Regions from separate parts of the Mus musculus genome. Here all the other regions are linked to region 1. A link is a contact called in public Hi-C and capture Hi-C data. All regions are on one chromosome and are shown on one strand. Each heading gives the region's core, a stretch centred on a gene start, on an enhancer-like site or on the middle of the called end of the contact. The rest is flanking DNA. Distances are from core to core; before and after follow the strand shown.

What was found. Hi-C and Micro-C count contacts between places; a contact is called where the count stands out from the background. Capture Hi-C pulls out chosen DNA fragments and counts their contacts.
Region 2: a capture Hi-C map of embryonic stem cells shows a contact between it and region 1, with 3 times the contacts expected there. The contact joins two enhancer-like sites. A contact is called at or near these places in 3 of 15 datasets of contacts at CTCF or cohesin (the NIH/3T3 cell line, embryonic stem cells and pro-B cells), 27 of 484 Hi-C or Micro-C datasets (the C2C12 cell line, CD4 T cells, ECoMG myeloid progenitors and 20 more), 2 of 115 datasets of contacts at active chromatin or transcription factors (embryonic stem cells and stem cell-derived neural progenitor cells) and 1 of 9 other capture datasets (embryonic stem cells).
Region 3: a Hi-C map of epidermal suprabasal cells shows a contact between it and region 1, with 2.8 times the contacts expected there. The contact joins the promoter of Metrnl here to the enhancer-like site in region 1. A contact is called at or near these places in 17 of 39 promoter capture datasets (the 3T3-L1 cell line, 3T3-L1-derived adipocytes, the C10 cell line and 11 more), 1 of 15 datasets of contacts at CTCF or cohesin (pro-B cells), 6 of 484 Hi-C or Micro-C datasets (the C2C12 cell line, adipose-derived mesenchymal stem cells, cortical neurons and 3 more), 11 of 115 datasets of contacts at active chromatin or transcription factors (bone marrow-derived macrophages, cardiomyocytes, craniofacial prominence and 6 more) and 2 of 9 other capture datasets (adipose tissue and liver).

What each region holds. Positions count from the first base shown.
Region 1 is chr11:121,477,625-121,480,426 of GRCm38.p6, forward strand. The region is part of intron 7 of Tbcd (tubulin-specific chaperone d); the gene reads left to right. Among named protein-coding and RNA genes, the nearest start is that of Tbcd, 27 kb to the left of the region's middle. Within about 2 kb of position 1,442, at least 31 of the 459 cell types and tissues checked have an H3K27ac peak or open chromatin away from gene starts, as enhancers often do. A contact at or near this core is called in epidermal suprabasal cells, hematopoietic stem and progenitor cells and neutrophils, where this site is marked.
Region 2 is chr11:121,626,680-121,629,379 of GRCm38.p6, forward strand. The region is part of intron 8 of B3gntl1 (UDP-GlcNAc:betaGal beta-1,3-N-acetylglucosaminyltransferase-like 1); the gene reads right to left. Among named protein-coding and RNA genes, the nearest start is that of B3gntl1, 45 kb to the right of the region's middle. Within about 2 kb of position 1,257, at least 5 of the 459 cell types and tissues checked have an H3K27ac peak or open chromatin away from gene starts, as enhancers often do.
Region 3 is chr11:121,701,055-121,703,754 of GRCm38.p6, forward strand. It overlaps Metrnl (meteorin, glial cell differentiation regulator-like), which reads left to right and starts at 1,373. Exons shown (of 4, transcript NM_144797.3): 1 at 1,373-1,741. The coding sequence starts at 1,572.

The sequences.
Region 1 (2,802 bases), core at 192-2,691:
TCATCTTTCGGCTTCTGAGAGCACTTACACACACATGTGCGTATACACCCAGATGCACATACATATATCCATAAATAGAAATAAAAAAGTAAAATAGATAAATAAAATAAAAATTAGAAATAAAGAAAAATTATGGTTGCCCCCACTTATCAGTTGTGGTACGCACATGAGCACATACACAAACTAAGTTATTGATGAGATGTGAGGTTCTGCCTATGGTAGATATCTTTGGGGTTTGCAGATTCAGCTGTACAGCCCATACCTTGGGAGGCCTTTGTTCTAGCTGTGGGGAGAGGCAACTACAGAGGTTTTATTGTGATTTCCATTTTGATTGTAGCAGTAGAGGTTAGTGCAAGTTGTGGCTTACCCTGAAAGGTAGTGTGAGGAAGGAAGAGGAAAGAGTGGGGCAGAGGTCACAGTTGATTTATAAATCGTGGTAGGTGTTGTACATTTGTGTTTTAGGTAATTCTGATGAATAGGTAGATAGAAATAGTTTATTTGAAAGATTTGGGTGTAAGTAGGTTCTTAATATTTTTGGCATGAATCTTTAAAATTTTTTTTTTCTTTTTATATTTGCTTATTGCCTGTGTGGAGACCAAAATGCTCTTAATTGTTGAGCCATCTTTTGAGCCCAGCAGCAGCAACAACAATAAAGAGTTCGAAACAACTTATTGAACGTTTTCTGTGTCCCTCATTCGGTTCCAGGGATTGAACTCAGTCTAAACTTGACCAACTGATCTATCTCTGCCTCCCTGCCCGACCTGCTGTCTTCTCTCCACCCATCCATCCCACACCCACCCAGTTCCCACTCCATTTGTTTGTTTGTTTGTTTGAGACAGGGTTTCTCTATGTAGCTGTGACTGTCCTAGAACTCTTGTAGACCAGGCTGGGCTTGAACTCAGAGCTCTATCCACCTGTACCTCCAGAGGGCTTGAATTAAAGGTTTGTGTCACAATACCTGGCTTTCTACCTACTTACTGTGCAGCCTTGGTTTACCTGGGACTTGTAGCCCAGGATGGCCTTGAACTTGTGTTAATATTCCTGCTTCTTCCTCCTGAGTGCTGGATCTCAGGTGTGAGCCAACACCCCCGGCTTGGCCTGAGTCTTGTTGAAAGTTTTCACATCAAGAGAATACAGGAAGGTCTGACAAACCGTAGCTAGAGTCTGTTACTGCATGGTGGTGCTTGAGGGAAGGGTGTTAGACCTGTCTAGCGTGTATATGGGACACATGGGAGGACAGGCACAATTAATCTCAGGGGATTGATTTTAGATGGCTTTTGTTCGGCTGTTTGCATTCTTTCTTGGGTTAGGGACTGTGAGAGGGATCTTGCTTTATAGCTCAGGCTAGCTTCTGTTAGCAAGGGTTATGGGTGTGTCCCACTGGACCTAGCTCAGTCTGCAGTTTTGAGCTACCTGCCAGCCTGGCCCAGGAGTTTTTCTGCTCTACACTTCTTCCTGCCCATGGCAATAGAGATTGTGGCTGGCAGGGTAGACAGGCTTCCTGCTTAGGTGAAGCAGGCTCCTGTGGGAGGTGGTGATAACTTGTGGGCCTTAACTGAGGTCCTGGCCAACGTGCCTGGAGCATTCCGCAGTGACTGCTTTCTGTCTCGTTTTACATTCTTTGCCTTTTTGTTCTTTTTGATCACCTGAGTCTCTGTGTAGTTCCCAAGATTTCTGTTTCTTCTTACTTAGGAGGTGCATGGGGCATAGGTTGTGCTCAGACACTGTAGGGCAGTTGCTGTTCCATTCCTTGCCAGTTTTGCCAGTGGGTTGAGATTCCTTTTAGTGACTTAAACCAGCCAGACATGTGTGCCTTTTATTTGGACATCTTTAAATTCCAGTGTTGAGGAGAGAAATTCTCTTTTTGCTTCCTCCTGAGGTGTAAAAAGGGTTCCCAGAGGCTTAGAAAGTTGAGTCTCCTACACTCCTCCCTCCCCCCCCACCCCCCCCCAGCTGGGTGTGTTGGCAAGGGAGGGGAAGATGAGACCCAGCTCTCTGCCGTTGGGGCAGAGTACTTTGGTGGTTTGGCAACAGCACCTCTGCTCTATCTAGAGAGACTTGCCCCGAGGATGGTGAGCACTTGTCTGACGCAGACAACTGAAATCCTGGGAAGTGGCTGAATGAAACTGCTGTAGACCAACAGCTACGGTGGTCTCATCTCCTAGGGCTCGAGGTGCCTGGCTTGCCACCGCCCTTCCCCCACCCCTCAAGCCTCCGCTCTGGGGCAGCGTTGTCTCCTCAGTCTCCCTCTTGGCTTCTTTTTCTCTCTTAGAGGGTCACTTGGGTCTGATCTGGCTCCAGGGCAGGAGGAAGTTACGCTCAGTGGGTGGAGCAGTTTCACCATGGGCTTGTCAGACCTGAAGGCAGAGGGCTGGTGTCTTGTGCGTGATGAAACTTGCAGGTGTATTGTGCTTCAGGATTGCATGTTTCCTTTGATGCACTTGGCTTCATTTTTATCCACCTGTTCATTAGTGTGGGTTAGGCGAAACAGGTGAACTCTGAACAAGTCACATCGAAACTAGGATTGATTTTATTTCCCTCGAAGCATAGCCCTCTCGCGGCATTGATTCTTAACTCTTGTGGGAAGGAAACAAGTGTTTGGCAACTTCGTTTCTCTGGAAGGCCCCTTTGCTCATGAGTGTTAGTATTAATGCAAATGGAGGAAATTTGAGGGCAGAAAACATATTTTAAAATAAAACATTGTCTCTTAAATGTATTTTACCTTTTCTTATTGGTTGATGGTTGTGTGGTCATGGTTTTCCTTCAGATTAGAAGCTTCTGACCATGGCGGCTTCTCTGGGT
Region 2 (2,700 bases), core at 7-2,506, 150 kb after region 1:
GCCCCTACTCCCAGAAGGTGTAGCCAATGACCAGCAGCATCTGTGGTCAGAAAAAGAGGCTTTAAGAACCTTGCTAGGGGAACACAGGGGACAACCCACTGATCCTGTCAGGTACCACAACACAGAATAGGCAGTCTCAGGCTGGACGCCAAGGATTAGGACACTAGTGGTGTCATGTCTAGTACCCCCTTCTGAGATTCATCTTGCAGCAAACCTTAGTGTGATGGTACCAGACAGGAGGCAGCAAGGCAGAGTCAAAGGCAAAAAAGCAAGACTTGCCTGTTTGGGGCTTCTACACTCATCTGGAGAAAGGGCCTTATCTGGTTCTCTTTAAGCCCTGAATCATACTGCCACGGGAAAAACGTGATACCAGGAAGCAAACAGTTTGCAGCACGTGTACTGTAAAAGGCTAAACACACATATCTGTAAGGTGACGCATCTGTAAAGGTTACAGGGATGCCGTGACAACATACTGGGTTCAGCTGCTCACAAGTTTAAGGAATGTTTGGCTTCCTGGGGATACTATTCTTGTGTCCTTTGGCATATGAAGTACTCCACATATATATAAAGAGAAATGACACAGATTCAGGTCATTTTGAACTTTAAAAATGACAGAATCAAGACACTGCCACCTGAGGTTTAGACAAATTCAACTCTCAAGCAAGCCTCAGGTTGTAATTACAGCTTTTATCCTGGGAGGTGCCGCAGCCCACAGCGTAAAGACTTTAATCCAACTCAGAAACTTACATTAGATCACTTATTTTTGTGCTGTGGGTGGCAAAGCTTACTGTGCAAACACAAAGGAGTGAGCTCTGTACACACGGGCTGCTCTACTAAGAGACATGATGGGTGCCACCTGGGTGGGCTACAAGTCACCACCCAGGTGGCTTGAGCTTCACACACCAGCATGGGAAGGACCTCCCTTACACACATGGCCACATGATGTGATCTCCAGGCATCTCACGCTCGCACAACCTACAAAACCATGATGTAAGATCAATGTCCAGCGCTTCACCAGCCAGCAGAATTGGCATCCAGAAACAGCTGCAGTGTGATGCCCAGACAGCTGCCACGGGGCTATGTCACACACTCCACCTCTAGCAGAGGACCGTGGGAAGGGGCTCCTTCCTTAGACTTAATACAAGATGATGTAAACCATTCTAGCTGATTTTTTAAACAGTTGTAGTCTTGCTGTGTATCTGTTTCATGTGCACTGCTGCTCCTACCATCATGTGACTGCAGCTGGAATGAATAGTGACGAGCATCATCTTCCACTCTGTCTCTTGTACAACTCATGTTCCAAAGCACTGAGCCTGGTTTACCTCCCAAAACCCAGCAGCTTCCTCCTCTGCTTCCTAAAATGATCTTGATAAGATCTTGGTAAGACTGATAGAACTTCTTCCTTAATCATGCTATAGGATACCCCAGAAAATCCCCTGGCCTGGCTATCTTTTGTGAATGTTCTTAAAGTACTAAATGAAAATTTTTACTTTTTGGTCAGATGTCTGTGGGGTGGCTAGCATTGTTACTTCCCTGTTCTATTTTGACACCAATCGCGCCAGCATTCCAGCTTTTCCCCTTCTATCCCTCACGTCTCCTGCTCTGCCTGCAGTTTCACCGACTCATGCTGAAGGCTGTAGTTTTTTTTTTTTTCTAATTTCCTTTGTGATTTTTCCTTTGGTTACTTAATTTCCACATATTAGATTTTTCAAGATACTGAAATAGTTTCTAACTTAACACTTTGGTTGCTGAAGGTAAAACTTTTTAGTACTACCATTCCCTATGTTGAAATCCTACCCCAGAGATACTGAAGATGTGAGGCCTTTGGGAGATGACACCCAGAGAGTATGGTGCCTCTCCTGGAATGTGAGAGCACAGTAGGAAGACACCACTTGTGCTCAACATACAGAGCTTTGAGAAGCAAATACTTATGGTCAAAAGCTATTAGCTTACCACAGTTTGTCATAGGAAACTGGGCAGCTAAGATGTTCATGACATAGTCTGTAAGTTTCAACCACTTAAAATTTACTAAGACAGATTCCACAGCTAAGTACAGGACTCTTAGAGCCTTGCTAGTCTGCAGGGCTGCTACAATCTTCTCTATGTTTGCTAGTGGCAAAAGGGACTGATTAAGTCTGCACTACATGTGCGTCTGTCTGTGGGTTTCAACTGTGTTTGAGATGCTCACAGGCTCAGAACTGCCATGTCCTCTGAGCATCTTTCCTACGAGCTGGTCCCACCAGTGTCTGCCTCCTGACAGCAGCCCTGCAAGACGCTCCTCCAAAGCTGTGATGACATTCAGGTACAAGGAGGGCAAGTTCTGGTGTACATGAAGCTGAATCTTGTAAATGGTACAGGTCCAAGGTCCAGGGACCCCAGACTCACTGACATGCTGCACACTGAAGCCTGGTGGTAGATGTAAGACACTCGGGAGGGAACTCCCACTCAGATGGCTCCAACCAGGCTAAGAACCTGCCGCTTTGCAGCTGTAAGTACACGACTATAAATCTGTGGTTTGGGCAATAAGGTTCCCGGGGGTCACTTCCCCCAGTGTCCATGGGCTGTAGAGGGGACAGTCTCCTAGCACAGGCACAGCTCACTTCATAGTGAGGTGGCTGATATAAGTGTCTCATACACAGGACAGACTGAAGAGTTAATGAGCTCACCCTCTTTTACCCTGTCCACATCTTTAACCAGTGG
Region 3 (2,700 bases), core at 123-2,622, 220 kb after region 1:
TCTTAAACTTCAGATGTCTTTTCCAGATCCCCAGACCTTCTCCTTTCCTCAGCTGTTTAGTGGCCTCAAAGCCACAGGTGGTGCTGGCTCTTCCTCTTGAAGACATAAATTTGTCCCTCTTACTCTCAGTATGGTTGCCACCTAATAAATAAACTGCATTTCTAGGCCTTTCCTCATGCATAGAGGGTACTCTGGAATCCCTTGTTTCCTCCTGACCTATCCAGGCCAGTTTCGTCCATCATTTGATACTGTTTGGGGCTTTGAAGTGAAGAAAGATTGCCTCATCACCTTCTCCCTGTTTTGTTTGTTTGTTTGTTTGTTTTTTAAATCAAGCTCCAGGCCAGAGAATGTGTCCCTCCACCTCCCTATTTCTGCCCTGCTCCTGTGTAGCTCCCCCACTAGATGTTAGGATCACCATGATCTCCATGCGACGCCCCTTCATGGCCAGACTGGGCTCTCAGATGGTTATTTTTTTGTTTCTGTTGGAAGGATATTTGGAGACAATTGGATCTGTCAAACTCGGGATGGGAGATACTATTGAAGTATAGAATGGGTCCCAAGATGAAATGACGATAAAGCTCCACACTGCCCAAGGTAGGTTTCACTGTAAAGAAGCATCCAGCCTAAAACCTCAGCTTCAAGATGACAAAGTGAATATTAAACAAGAGACCACAGGACACTTGAAAGTGTGGCCTGGGGACTGATTGCACACCTGAGGCCTTTCTATGGGATGGATGTTCCAGAGTCTCGAATAACCTCGTAGAAGCTGCCAGTGCTTACTAATGGCAGAGTCTCAGTCTCTCTCTGATATTCTCTCTCTCTCTCTCTCTCTCCTCCCTCCCAAGGCAAATTTTGAGCTGGGGAACAGAAAGAGAGGGTGCCAGGAACCCCAAGAAGCCACCGCTCTTGAGTTGTGAGCATCACAATAGTCCTTGTGCACTGGAGGCCACTCAGGCTGTCTAAAAGATGGTGTCTAGCTGCTGGAAGGAGCTCAGATTTCTTCACTTCGTGCATAATAGTGCAGTTCCCCCAGGCCCAAACTCTTCCATCCCCATCCCTACAGCTTCTTCGTCCCAGCCCCAGCCCTCCTCCCTGACCTTGTTCCCGTTCTTTGCAAAGTCGTTTGTCCCACTCCGAGCTGCACTTTCCCTTGTCCTGTGCGGCGAGATGCTGCCCACTGAGTATCTGCGGCGTGACACCAGGGCGTTCCAGGCTAGAGCTGGCAGGACACAGATCTGTGAGCTGGCGCACGGGGCGGAACTGCTGGCCCGGGCCGAAGGCCAGGCGGGGGCGGAGCTCGGCCGAGGGCGGGGTGGCTTCACGGTTCCGCCCCCCAGCTGAGCCAGACCACGGTCCGGGAACTTGCCAGCTCAGAGGTTCTAGGGGCAGCCGGCGCGCTTCTCTAGTTGCAGCTTGGGCGGCTCCTGTGGTGGGCGGCTAGGGGCGAGCCGGGATGGGCTATAGACGCGCGACGTGATCAGTTCGCACGCGGACCCACGCCTCCCATCGCTCTGCCTCAAGAGCCTATTCTGTGGGTGCAGGCACGCACCGGACGCAGACCCGGCCGGAGCATGCGGGGTGCGGTGTGGGCGGCCCGGAGGCGCGCGGGGCAGCAGTGGCCTCGGTCCCCGGGCCCTGGGCCGGGTCCGCCCCCGCCGCCACCGCTGCTGTTGCTGCTACTACTGCTGCTGGGCGGCGCGAGCGCTCAGTACTCCAGCGACCTGTGCAGCTGGAAGGGGAGGTGAGTCTTGCGGGTGATTCCAGCGTGGACTCCCTGGACCTGGACCGGAGCCCTCGGCAGCGAGTGGCAGAGCTTGCGGGGTAGGGACAGCTATGCTGGCCAAGTCCGGTGACCCCCGCCCTAGCTCTGGTTTCAGAACAAAAGAGTTGGTGGCATCTGGGTCCCAGCTCGGAAGACGCCCACTCTCCGCGCGCGTAATACTGCCCTAGTGGGTTTCCTGGGCTCCATAGGCTGCATGTTTGGTCCTCCCAACGGTTGGGATTTCTGATTCTTGGGAAAGGGTTGGGATTGTGCTCATCTAGAGGGACAGCTGTGGCGTGGAGAGCGTGGGGTCCAAACGAGACCCGTATCGGCTGCAGACCGTATCTTTGGGGCAAAGAGATGGGGTCGACACCTGTCTGCGGCCAAATGCAGTAGGGTAGAGCCCTGAGCCCGCTTGGTGAAGGTCAAGCCGCCCTTGGCAGCAGGGCACAGGGTTCCTGTGACACTTCTCTCTCGTCCCCATCAGCAGTGACAGCGGAGGACTTTTTGCTGTTGTTTTAACTGAAGTGTGACGTATGGAAAGAAGCACAAGTCACAAGTGTGCGCGGGCGGGGTGCCTGAGGAGTCGTAGCTACTTTGGACACTGAGAACGCGCCAGGCACAGCGGCCGGCCCCCTCTCTTTGCAGAGCCAGTTTTTTACAGCTGCAAGTTGCCAATTCAGCGGTTTGCATAGCGCGCTGCGCTGATGCGGGTCTCCTGAAAACGTGGGCTGGGACGGCGGTGGGGGTCTGATGTAGCTCATCCCAGGGGCAGGGCGCTTGCGCAGGCCTGGGGAGGTACACGATCTCGTCTGAAGCACAGACTCCAGTGAAGGGGGCTCATGGGGCAATGCGTGCGGTGGGTGATTTTGGTCAAGAGGGTTTTCTGAGAAAGGTGGATGTTGGGCAGTGCCCGGATCTGCGTAAGCAGGGCATCA